Regions from separate parts of the Mus musculus genome. Here regions 1 and 3 are each linked to region 2. The links are chromatin contacts, called in public Hi-C and HiChIP or PLAC-seq maps. All regions are on one chromosome and are shown on one strand. The core of a region is the stretch at or near the end of the contact, and the rest is flanking DNA. Distances in the headings are between cores, read along the strand shown. Region 1 has its middle 23 kb from the start of Gm41385. Region 2 holds the start of Prickle1 (prickle planar cell polarity protein 1). Region 3 has its middle 2.8 kb from the start of Gm41387.

Region 1 (3,811 bases), core at 433-2,932, 39 kb after region 2:
TGAGTTGTTTTCATATGATCTTGATCTTGGAATCCTATACCTCAGACTACTGAGTAGCTGAAATGTTCCACTCTCCACATGTTTAAGTGGAGACCTCAAGTCTTCTGGCAGAATTGTTAGGCAAATGGATAGAACATTCCATCAGATGAATCTAGAACATGCTAGAACACAAACCTTTATTCGTCCCCTTGTGGATTTAATTCCTCCTGTCTGGCTACCTTTTCAAACAACACTTTATAGTCTCCCCCCCATATCTATAACAATGAGTAGTTATATTTTGTTGACCTTTCTTTGTATACATATACATCCCATATTCTTTCTTTGATATGTCTAAGCAAGAGTTTGATACCATTTTCATTAATATAAAATGGGAAACATCTGAGTAGTGATTAGTCATCATGAAGGCTTATAAATGTCACTACTGTCCTTATTTCTGACTTAGCTAGACTGTACAGAGCAATCATTCAGTAAATATTTATTCAGGTCCTGCCACTATGCTACATCTTGGTATTTCACTTAGAATACAGTAATGCTCGAGCTTTTCTCAGTCTTTGTTAGTTGCTTAACTCATTGCACTTTCTCCAATGAGTCACTCATTGGCATTTTTTTGTTTGTTTGTTTTCCCTTACGTTTTTCTGGTTTTATTCCTTCTCCCCCGTTCTCTCTTTTTTTTTGCAGTTCATTCTTCCCTTTTAGATCTACTAGATTTACTCAGCTTTCCTTCCCTAAAGATCTTGACATAACTAATTCCACACAAAGCCATTTGATTCGTAACAAAAGTCAGCTCGGAGAGCCACACCCAGCATGTGGGTAGGAGAGAAATCGGTGGCCTAAGACACGATGCTAATCTTGAAACTGGTCAGAAGGAGCTTTCGCCTTTCTTTGATGCATACTTAGACTTTTGAGAAGAAAATTCCCACCCTCAAAACAATAAATTCGAAGCTGATAGCACAGAAAAGAACAGGGAGAAAAATGTTGAAACCCGTGTATGCGTGGACAGCAAAGGGCAAGATGCAGAAAAACGGGAGTGGATCATCTAGATTTGAGACTCTCCCACGTTCACACTTGAGTTGTGTGTCAATCGTGGGGCTGTCATTTAGTCTTTAAATCACTGACCTAGAACCTGTCTTACTGGGATTGCGGGGCACTGAGAAGGCCATTGGCGCAAAAGCCGTACTCACGGTGAAGTAACTGTAGGTTGCTTCCGAAAGAGCACCCTGCAGATAGGTTTTGATAAGGTTGGTATGTTCCCCCAAGAGACCATAATTAACCACATGAAAGAAGGAATGGCTTCTTAAGCAAATGGACTTTATCCTGCCCTCCTTCCATAGTGGGAAAACACAGGAATGTTTGTAACCAAGTCTGTTGACTGGACAGTACTGAAGGAAGGCTTTTTTCATGGTGTCTAGGTCTCACCTCTTAGCTCTTGCCTGGCACCTGGCTTCTCTTACATCTTCCCAGCCTGGAAGCATCATCTGTAATTTGCACACATGAGAACCTATTGGCTTATGAGTCAGTGGGAAACAGAGGTTATCTGGTTAAAGCAGAGAAGGAAGAATTTGATTTTTCTAGCTCATGGACAGTTTTTATTCTATCAGCTGGTTTTATGGGGTGAGCAGTTGTTCAAGAAGTGAAGGTGGTAAATGTGTGTTAGGCCTTAAGCTGTGACTCACTCCGGCTCCTCAGAAGGGTTCCGAGAAGAGTCACTGGCTTGTTATACTGCTTCCTCAGAAAGATTGCTTCAGTTGGCCCACTTTGGAGCTAATAAAAAAAATAGCAAGAACAAAATGATATAAGTCTCCAGGCATTTCTAACGTGCAGCTAAGAGAGGCAGTTCTGGGGCCTTGCTGGTCCCTGGAGGCCACTGGTGTCTAATTAGACACCGGAGGTTTTCTGAAGGAAGAGAGAGAACACTCAGCTTTTCTCTGTCCCGTGGTTGTTCTTTTTTCACCTCCATTTGAAAAGTAATTAGAGATGTTTGATAGGTCAGAAAGTCCAAGAATATGTTGAGCAAAAATAATTTTGTCTTAGGCCTGAATTTTACTATACACATGTTCTAATACACATATGTACAAACACATATATGCATAATATAGTATACCCATATATGCATGTGGGAAATGTATACATACATGTAGTATCTACAATATAATGTAATATATATATATATATATATATATATATATATATATATATGTCAGATATTTCTCTGTAATAAAGCCTTCTTATATGTTATTCAGAGAAGTATTTATTTGTTGGTTCTGAAATATTCATTAAATTATCAACCTTTGGTTTTCAAATGCAGAATAAGAACTTGCTTGCTTGTTCCCATACACTTGCTGGCACTGGAGTTGGTCACTGGGGACACCTTGTGCAGGAGGTTGCCTGCCACTTTTTCCTGAATGCCCTCACTTGTCGAATGCTTGGCTCTTGTTTTCCTTGGGTTTAGTAAGAACGCCCGAGTACCGACACACGTGTTTATATTTCTTATGTTACTTTGCTTCCCATATTAGGTCCACACAGTTTTCTATTCCACCACTATTCAGGGACTACGACATTTTAGGAAGAACAGGCATAAGCCAGAACGTGTCTAATGGAGCAAAACCTGCTTGCCCAAAGATCTGGAAACCATGCTGATGGGTAACATTGAAAGACTGAAAGTGATTTGCCTGGAGGAATTACAGTATGAAGTCACAAGATCAACAGTCGATTTCCTGATGTAAATTTTTTTTTTTCTTAATACCGAGAGTTTCTGTGGTCACAAGAAAACTCACATCCTGTAGGGGTCCAGACCAGCTCCTGATGGCAGAGACCGTCTTCACCTTTCACCTACTTGCCTTGTCCTGTGTCATAATCATGACTGATGGCAGCAGCAATGATCAAAGCATTCTTTCCTGATGATTCTGAATGTGGTCTCAGAGTTTTTTTCCTCAATGTGTGCTCCAGGCAGCTACTTCTAATTGATTGCACTGGTGCTAACGACCATACCTGTCTGTATTGCCTGCTTTAGAGGTCTCATCCTAATTAGAAGTGATACTTCCCTTTACCACGAAAGGACTCTATAATCTGTACATGAATAGCTCTCTTACGATTCCCAGAAAATGTTGAGACAAGATTAGGTTATTAAAACTGCATAAAGATAAGTGAATAAGAAAGTGGAGATAAAGTAACAGAAAACCAGACAAACCTGCCTTTTGCTTTCTGACCCATCCTAGGCCTGAGATCCCCAGCAGTGATAACTGCCTATCTCTCGAGCTTTCTCCAGAGGGAAGAACCAGTTTTAACGTCTAAGCCCTTGGATATCCTCGGTGGCCCCAGGATCTTGAGATTCATATCCAAGAATATGAAACCAGGTTGTGGATGGAGGGAAAGGGATGGAGCTATGAAAGGGGGGAGGTAGAGAGGGAGGGAGGTAGAGAGAGATGGAAAGAGACAGAAAGGGAGAGAGACAGAGACAGACACAGACACAGACACAGACACAGACACAGACACAGAGAGGTGACAGAGAGACATAGAGAGGACACACAGAGAGGAGCACATACAGACAGAGAGACAGAGAGGGGACAGAGAGACAGAGAGGTACACACAGGGAGAGAGAGAGAGAGAGAGAGAGAGAGAGAGAGAGAGAGAGAGAGAGAGAGAGAGAGCTCTCTAAATGCTGCCTTTTGAATTATCAGAGAGTTTTCTCTGGGGACAACAAAATGTCCATGCAACACATCTCTGAGAGAACACACTGAGTTACACACCTATCAGGATCTCAGAACCCCCAGATTCCTTCAGGAGGTTTACACCTTCCAAGATTTGAAACGTT
Region 2 (3,614 bases), core at 348-2,847:
GTATCTATCTTGCTGTCAGGGTTTTTTTTGGTCCTCCCCCCCTTTCTATTCTAAAAACAGACATATTGTTAGGGATGGTCAAACACGGCTGACACCTCCCAAGGGGCCCGGTCCCACTCTTGGTAATAGAAGGCCTCCGAACACTGATACTTTACTGAGGATAATGGCGACAGCAAAGGCTTAGTCAGAAAAAGGCCAGTTGTCACCTAAGTGACAGGCAACAGCTGAGCTCACACATCTGGAGCTAGAGGAGGGCAAACCTTTGCAGCCCTCACTCTGTCTACACCTTGAGCCTGTCTGAAGAGACAGATGAAGTTTCTTTCGTCCGAAAGTACATTAAAAATATCTGATGGCGAACCATGTCAATTATATAACATCAGCGCAGACACTGCCTTCCCAAAGCGCTGATTAAAACCAGGCGGCAGACAGAACTGTTCAGGGACAGATAGGAGATACAATTTCATCAAGTATAATTTGTCATTCATAAAACCTACCCTAAAAGCCACAAATGCAACATTCTTTTTTTTTTTTTTTTTTTTTTTTTTTTTTTTTTTTTTTTTTTTTTTTTTTAAACAGCACAAGTGCACTTGGGCTCCGCCAGCGATTTTTACACATGCTCCTTTTAGGCCGGTTCGCGGTGCGTTCTTCTCCTTGATCCTGGCTGCAGTTCTGCCTCTGACACGTTTTAAAACCAGGAACCAAGTGCGTCAGGCTTAAGACTCTGAGTCCTACAGGGGCGGGCTGGGACTCAAAGCTGTGCCAGCCGTCCCCACGACCTCCCGGGTACACCCCCCGTCTTCAGTCTCCCGAACGCAATCTGTGGACAATTTTCCCAAAGTCCCAAAAATAACACGGCCCTGCCAATAGTCGTTGGCGATGCCGTTTGTTTTTCTTAGAGGGCAATGAAAACTCAACAGCTTTCTGCTGCATCCCGAGTCCCGCTCCTGCTAATTATTAACAGACCTAGTTTCTTCAACTTTTTCTGCCAGAAGGGAGGACGTCGCGGCTCCCCTCCTCTCCCACGGGCGAGCTGCGTGCAGAGCAGGGGTCTCCACCGAGGGCAGGCTGCGGCTGCCTCTCCAGGGCAGGCAGCCCTTCCCGGGCACGCTAGGCGCCTAGTCTCCCCGCCGACGCCAGTAGGTGACAGGCGATCCTCAGCCACTCACCCTCGCCTCCCCGATCTCGCGTGGCCGGGCTCCGGGCCATGCAGCTGGCCTCGGCGCAGGGGGAACCTGGCTGCCACGCAGCACGAGGGGGCCGTGTGCCCAGCCTCTAGGCAGCCACAGCCCAGCAGCTCTTCTCGTGCGGTCCCCGCGCTCCCAAACCGCCGGACGTCCCACCCCGCGCCGTGACAACGCGGCCCGAGCCGCGGCGCCCCTCGCCACTCACCCCACGCGCGAGAGGCGGCCGCGCGGTCCTCGGCGGTGGCGTTGAGAGCTGCGGTCCTCCGCGTCAGGCGCGCTCCCGCGTGCGCAGCCCCGGGAGCGTCCGCAGCCGGGCCCGTAGCGCTGCGGCCGCGCGGTCCAGGTCAGCGCAGGCGGCGCGGGGCTTGCAAGGTGGTGGCGGCTCCCGGGCCGCTGCTCGGCTGCAGGCGGAGTGCGCGCTCCAGTCCCGGCCGCTGCAGAGCACCCGCCCCCGGCCGTCGCGCCGGCGCCAGCGAAATCCCGGAGCGCGGACGCAGGGGATCCAGGCGGCTCTGCGCGCCCACGCGCACAGTGCGGGGCCGCGATCCCTCCCGCGAGGCAGCACCGGCCGGGCTGCGGTCTGCAGGCCCGCCAGTCTCCGCCCCGCCCCGCCTCCGATTCTGTGCCCTTTTTAATGCTGTTGCCCAGGTTCAGCCAATAATCCAGATGGATTGATTGCCAGATAGGAAAGGTGAAGGAGAGGAAAAGGCGAACCCAATTTCCTCTGATCAAACACTTTGATGGGGTCCCTATTAGGGTTCCCTTTCCTTTGGGGGCGTGTACAGAGGGCACGAGTTAATTAAACTCTGAATTCCTTCCGGAGCTCTCGCCTCTGATAAACCCACCTGGACTCGATCCTATTTTGTGTAATTCCCCAGACTGGCCTTACTTAAGTCAGCTCCACAGCCAAGGGGTGAGATTTCAGATCAGGAAGGCCAAAGTGATCGTTTCAAGGAAAAAGCCTGAGGGTTACAGCTGAGGACCCTCGAGGACCGCGGTGTCTGGGGCCAGGACCAAGTTAGCAGGGTGCACTAGATGCAGGGTCCAAAGCCTTCATTCCACCATGAGGATAATTTTTCATTGACCAAGCCACTCTCCGTGTTTTCACTGTACCCGGTTCCCAGGGCTGGGCTGGGCTGGGCTGTCAGGCTCAGTCGCCCACGGTCAACAGGGACTCTGGCTGTTTCAAAGTTCTGCCCTGACATTTGCAGGGCCCCTTAAACCTTATCCTCTTACCTTCTCTACTCCCGGATCTGTGGAATGGACACTATGATCCCATATCTCAGAGGGCAGAGCCCACTGCAGCTGGTAATGACAACTTGACATGTGTCCCTACAAAGCTGGACCTTTGTGGACCTCCCTATGTCTTCTAAACCTTCCAAGATGCTGAAAGAAGCATCCTCCAGGACGAGAAGGCTTTGAGTGTTGCGAGTAGAGAGGATGACCTTGATTGATGGATTTGTATCTCTTTGAGGATAACCAAAGCTGACCGACCATTTTAGGACTTTCTCTGGTAGCAAGCATTTTCCATTTCTTTGGTGGCGAAGCAAAGAGAGCTTCGTTAAAAATGAAGCCAATGGATTACGAAGATGTAAAGTGACGATAACTAAAGTCAAACGAGGGAGCTCCAAAGCTAGAGTCTGTTTTCCTCACCTCTTACTCCTCAGTCGGTTAACATCCTGGATGCTACTGACTGGCACAGGCTGCTGCTATTGAAACCCTCTCCCTCGTGACCCAAGCCTTTTCGCTCCTCAGCATTTCCTTGGCCTTGGCCTTTAAAGTTGTATCTCTTCATCTTGTCCGTACAAATACTTCTTTTAAGCTATAAGCATGGAGATACTAACTAACCTTTCTGCCGGAGAAAACCGGCAAAAAATTGACTCATTTCATGTCTAGACATAGTGGAAAATTAGTACTTTTAAAGGGCGAATTCTACTGTCTTTATTAACGTCTTGGATTTCTATGTTTTTTCCCCCTTAAAACTTCAAAGTACATTGGGTTTTCAAAAATTAAAAATTGAGCGATGTAGTGGGTTTATCAACACAGTCTCCTCCCTTCTGCGGCAGAGTAGGGTAGGAGAAGCTAGAGGAAAGGCTATACTGTGTAGCCTGCACTTGGACCTCCCTATTAAAAGGAGAACGTGTTCTGTATGTTATAGTATGACATGAGTGTGGTTGCAGAGGGCTTGCAGCTGTTATATCCCAGAAGCTCTCCTTAAAACTGAGCATCGATTATGAGATGTGGTGCAAACACATCATGCACGAGGATCCTCTCAAGAAGTGGTGACCTCTGTACTAGAAACAATGTACTAGAAACAAACATCTTTGTAGCCAACACTTGCTTTTCAAAGCAAGATGCTCAAGAAATGACTTGGGCAGTCCAAGGGATGGTCTGAGATGAGAGTAAACTGATTTTACATCCTAAGCCCCA
Region 3 (3,894 bases), core at 276-2,775, 61 kb after region 2:
GATCAAGGCTGATGACATCAAGATTCAGAACAGCTGAGGGGGAGAGAGTCCGGAAGCCTCAAGAATGCACTAAGGGGAATTGCTAATCAGCTGCAGGGGACACATGTTTAGAATCTCACTGCACCACAGGCAATGCAGGCAGAGCTCCACACTGGCTTTACATGCCCAGAGAAGGGTGTGTGTGTGTGTATGTGAGTGTGCGCATGTGTGTGCATGTGTGCATATGTGTGCATGTGTGTGTGCATATATGTGTGTGCATGTGTGCATACGTGTGCATGTGCTTATCGTGTGCCTGTCATGTGCATCTGTGTATGTGTGTGTGCACATATGTGTGTGTGTGTGTGTGTGTGTGCGCGCATGTGTGTAGTATCTGGGCAAGAGAGGCTACCCCTGCATTGCCTCCATCAAAGAGAAATATCAAACCCATTCTGACTGCAAATTACAAAATAGTCAGAATTACAGAGCTGCAAAGTTTACCACTCATAAACTGGTAGCTTTCCAAACTGCAGGCCAAGCCTTATCTCCATAGCTGACACACACACTTTATCTCGCCTGTGGAAAAAGGGTACGGCTTAGCTTTCAAATGAACATAGATGCTGAAGTGTGACCACAGTGCACAGTGCCGACTCTTAAGCTGTGAATTGGCGTTGTTTGTCTAGATATTTTTTTTTGTCACAATTCTATGCCTTTGTGGTTACCACACATATCTAGTTGCCTAATGGTGTGGTACCCAGTAGGTAGGGGAGAAGCGGGGAGAGCTTGCGGATGGGTTACAGTTCTGCCATCGGCCATCTTCATCTCCATCACCAGCTTTGCAGCATCTGCATCGACTGCAGCATCTCTTCTCATCCCCCCAAGCCCCCGCCTTCCCTGAAGTGTTGACTTAAAATGCTCTTGAAGCACTTTACAGTCCTGCTTTCTCCCATCCTTGGCATATATGACTGCCCATGCTTAGGATGTTTTCCACTTTCTTCCTGGCTTAGTTGACACCTCCTCTGTCCCCACTGCCACCTGCTGCTCAAGGGTAACCTTGTAGGTGTGCATTTGCTTGAATCCATGCATCCCAGCTCTTGTTCAAGCCAAGCTTTCACAAGCAGAATTTCGCCGTGGTTCAGAGCACATGGCTCGGAGCACCTCGATGTCGATGCTTGTATTAGACCAGCTTGAGTTTCTTCATAAGGATTGAGGCTCCCTGGCACAGAGACCATGCCAGTTTGCTGCCTGGTTGTAGGTTAGATTTTTGCAAAGTTAAGTTGGCTGCAAGCGAGGTGCTTCCTGCATGGCCCAGCTCCAGTTCTGACTTTTTTCATTCACATATTTGATTTCTACTTTTTTTGTGTGTGACCCCGTAACTAGTCTTAGAACCCTTCAAGGGCAGAAACTGAGTATATTTGTCTCTGTAGCACTAAGGTATGCATCTATTTTTAAACAGAATGTGAGGAGAGGGCCCACCTGCAAGGCTGTGACATAATCAGAAAGCTATGTCCTATATACTGTCTCTTCTAAAAATAGCCCGGCACATGCTCGGCTATAATATGACTCAGATGCTTCCCGTAGTAGATTTTCAGGGAGACGCCTGTCTTCATACTCTAGTTAGAGCCCTGAAGTCGAGTTAGTCTTTAAAAGGAATGGTTAGGAAACTGTTAGGATATATCACTCTTAAGGATGTATCAATCCTGGGTTTCATTGGAGGCAGAGACTCCTTCCGCCACACATCTCTTCTTCCCAATGTTGCTTTTGCCCCTTACCCTTTAGTAAAAGCGAAAGGACAGGACACAGGGCCTGGCAGAACTACCTATGGACTGTCTGAAATATGTAAGTGAAACTTTTGGGGGCTTCATACTTGGAGTTAAACTTGGGTTTTGTCCTTAGCTAGTTGAGTGACCTTAGTGAGTTGGTGGCATCTCTCCGAGTGTTCTTGTCACACAAAGTGGAAACAGGGCTATGCCTGAGCCCACAGGGCTGCAGCAATCACAGTGGAGACTGTGAGCTGCGTGACATGCACAATAGTTGCTTTTCCTCTGCCAGTGGGGTCGGGTGGCCAATTCGGTGAGCATCCCGGTGGGACAGACATCTTGGGATAGGTAACACAACCCCTATTTTCTTTTTTTCTTCTCTTTCTTCCTTCCTTCCTTCCTTCCTTCCTTCCTTCCTTCCTTCCTTCCTTCCTTCCTTTCTTTCTTTCTTTCTTTCTTTCTTTCTTTCTTTCTTTTTGGTTTTTCGAGACAGGGTTTCTCTGTGTAGCCCTGGCCGTCCTGGAACTCTGTAGACCAGGCTGGCCTCGAACTCTGAAATCTGCCTGCCCCTGCCTCCTGAGTGCTGGGATTAAAGGCGTGCGCCACCATGCCCGGGTCTCTTTTTTTCTTTGTAAAGGCGTAGTTCAAGAGGACTGAAAGGGTCTTGGGAAGCCCCATCTCCCATGCATTCTTGTGTTGGCTGAGGGATGGCGGCAGGGGCTGGATGTGAGCACTTTGAGGACAGATGCACACCTTCAAAAGAACAAGGCAATAAAAGTCTATGAGCAAGACAGAGCCGATGGGACCTTGCTCCATAAGGACCCTGTGCTGAAGGAAGGCCCTGCCTCCTGGCAGCTGCAGACTCTGACTGCATTTTTATTGTAGATTTTTGAGTGTGAATTTTTTTTTTTAAATGTGTGATGTCTTGTTGTCATGTTCACTTCCTCTGAGCCTGGTGTTTACTTTTTTTTTATTAATTATTATTTTTTTCTTTCTAGCAGTGGAAGCTCAGATTAGACAGCGAAGTGGAAGAATATTATATTTTCCACATGGCAACCCAAAGTGAAGAATAATTGTTGCAGCATTCTGGGTCTAGAGAAAGGTTTTGCTCAGGGTTTTTTTGTAATTCCGACCTCTAGACTTGACCTTGGGGTTATAGTCCAGTGGATTTTTTGGGTTACAGTCTAGTGGCTCTTCTTTTGCTGCAGTCACCTGGCCTCAGGACTCATAGAAGGGACTGGAAACTTCACCAGGTTCCCAGGGTTTTGCTGCGTGGTCTAAGCCAGTGCTTCTTTACCTTCCTGATGCCGTGACCCTCATGTTGCGGTGACCCCAAACCGTAAAATTATTTCCTTGTTACTTCACAGCTGTAATTTTACTACTGTTGTGAATCACAATGTAAATATCTGATATGCTGGATATCTGATCTGCTAACCTCAGGGGGGTCAAGACCCACAGGTTGAGAACCATTGGTCTAAACACACAGTGACATGGAGAATCAGATCCTTGCCTCCCAGGGGACTGCTTCAGAGATGCTCACACAACTGCTTCAGGGTGAAAGCCACTGGGACGCTCCAGTGCACTGCACAGCTTCATTGTTTGAAAACATTACTTAACAAGGCAACTATATCATAACTATTTTGGAATATACCAAAAGGGAAAATATGCCTTTGGGTTTCTTTTTGCCTCAACTTAACCAATATCATATTGCCAGCTAAACCTCAAATTATGTAATCATTCCTTTAAGTTAGGGACATTGAAATGATTCCCAATTTATGTAACTATAAATAACGTAGAAAACACCACTTTCCACACATTGAAAAGTTGTTTACTTCAAATTGGTTGTCCAAATTGCAAGATCTGGGCCCAACAATATAAACAACTTTTTATTTTTTAATGGACTATGATAACTGGTTACCAAACCACCTTCAAAAATAATTTTGCCAGGATATGGTAACAAGAGAAACATATAAGCCATATGAACATCCCTTTCCTACCTACTTCTTACACATGTGCTTTGATTCTAAGTAATTTCTCTTTGTTGATTTGAAACCTAAGCCTTGTTTTTTTTATTACACAGAAATTTATTGTTTCAGTATTGTCATTGACATGAACTTTCCCAAGACATAAAATTTAAAAAAATAATTAGGTGTATGTG

Evidence for each region. Hi-C and Micro-C count contacts between places; a contact is called where the count stands out from the background. HiChIP or PLAC-seq counts read pairs in DNA pulled down with a chosen protein or histone mark.
Region 1: a contact with region 2 is called in a Hi-C map of pancreatic cancer cells, with 2.6 times the contacts expected there. The contact joins the enhancer-like site here to the promoter of Prickle1 in region 2. A contact is called at or near these places in 4 of 39 promoter capture datasets (the 3T3-L1 cell line, hippocampal neurons and trophoblast stem cells), 13 of 484 Hi-C or Micro-C datasets (the CH12 cell line, Sertoli cells, adipose-derived mesenchymal stem cells and 8 more) and 7 of 115 datasets of contacts at active chromatin or transcription factors (the SCID.adh cell line, embryonic fibroblasts, embryonic limb bud and 4 more).
Region 3: a contact with region 2 is called in an H3K27ac HiChIP or PLAC-seq map of embryonic fibroblasts, with 21 read pairs. The contact joins the enhancer-like site here to the promoter of Prickle1 in region 2. A contact is called at or near these places in 2 of 39 promoter capture datasets (hippocampal neurons and maxillary cranial neural crest), 12 of 484 Hi-C or Micro-C datasets (the C2C12 cell line, the HL-1 cell line, Sertoli cells and 7 more) and 4 of 115 datasets of contacts at active chromatin or transcription factors (the SCID.adh cell line, embryonic fibroblasts, embryonic limb bud and 1 more).

What each region holds. Positions count from the first base shown.
Region 1 is chr15:93,632,974-93,636,784 of GRCm38.p6, forward strand. No RefSeq gene overlaps it. Among named protein-coding and RNA genes, the nearest start is that of Gm41385, 23 kb to the left of the region's middle. Within about 2 kb of position 1,683, at least 32 of the 459 cell types and tissues checked have an H3K27ac peak or open chromatin away from gene starts, as enhancers often do. A contact at or near this core is called in adipose-derived mesenchymal stem cells and pancreatic cancer cells, where this site is marked.
Region 2 is chr15:93,594,305-93,597,918 of GRCm38.p6, forward strand. It overlaps Prickle1 (prickle planar cell polarity protein 1), which reads right to left and starts at 1,598. Exons shown (of 8, transcript NM_001033217.5): 1 at 1,390-1,598.
Region 3 is chr15:93,655,411-93,659,304 of GRCm38.p6, forward strand. No RefSeq gene overlaps it. Among named protein-coding and RNA genes, the nearest start is that of Gm41387, 2.8 kb to the right of the region's middle. Within about 2 kb of position 1,526, at least 36 of the 459 cell types and tissues checked have an H3K27ac peak or open chromatin away from gene starts, as enhancers often do. A contact at or near this core is called in the C2C12 cell line, embryonic fibroblasts, palatal mesenchyme and 1 more, where this site is marked.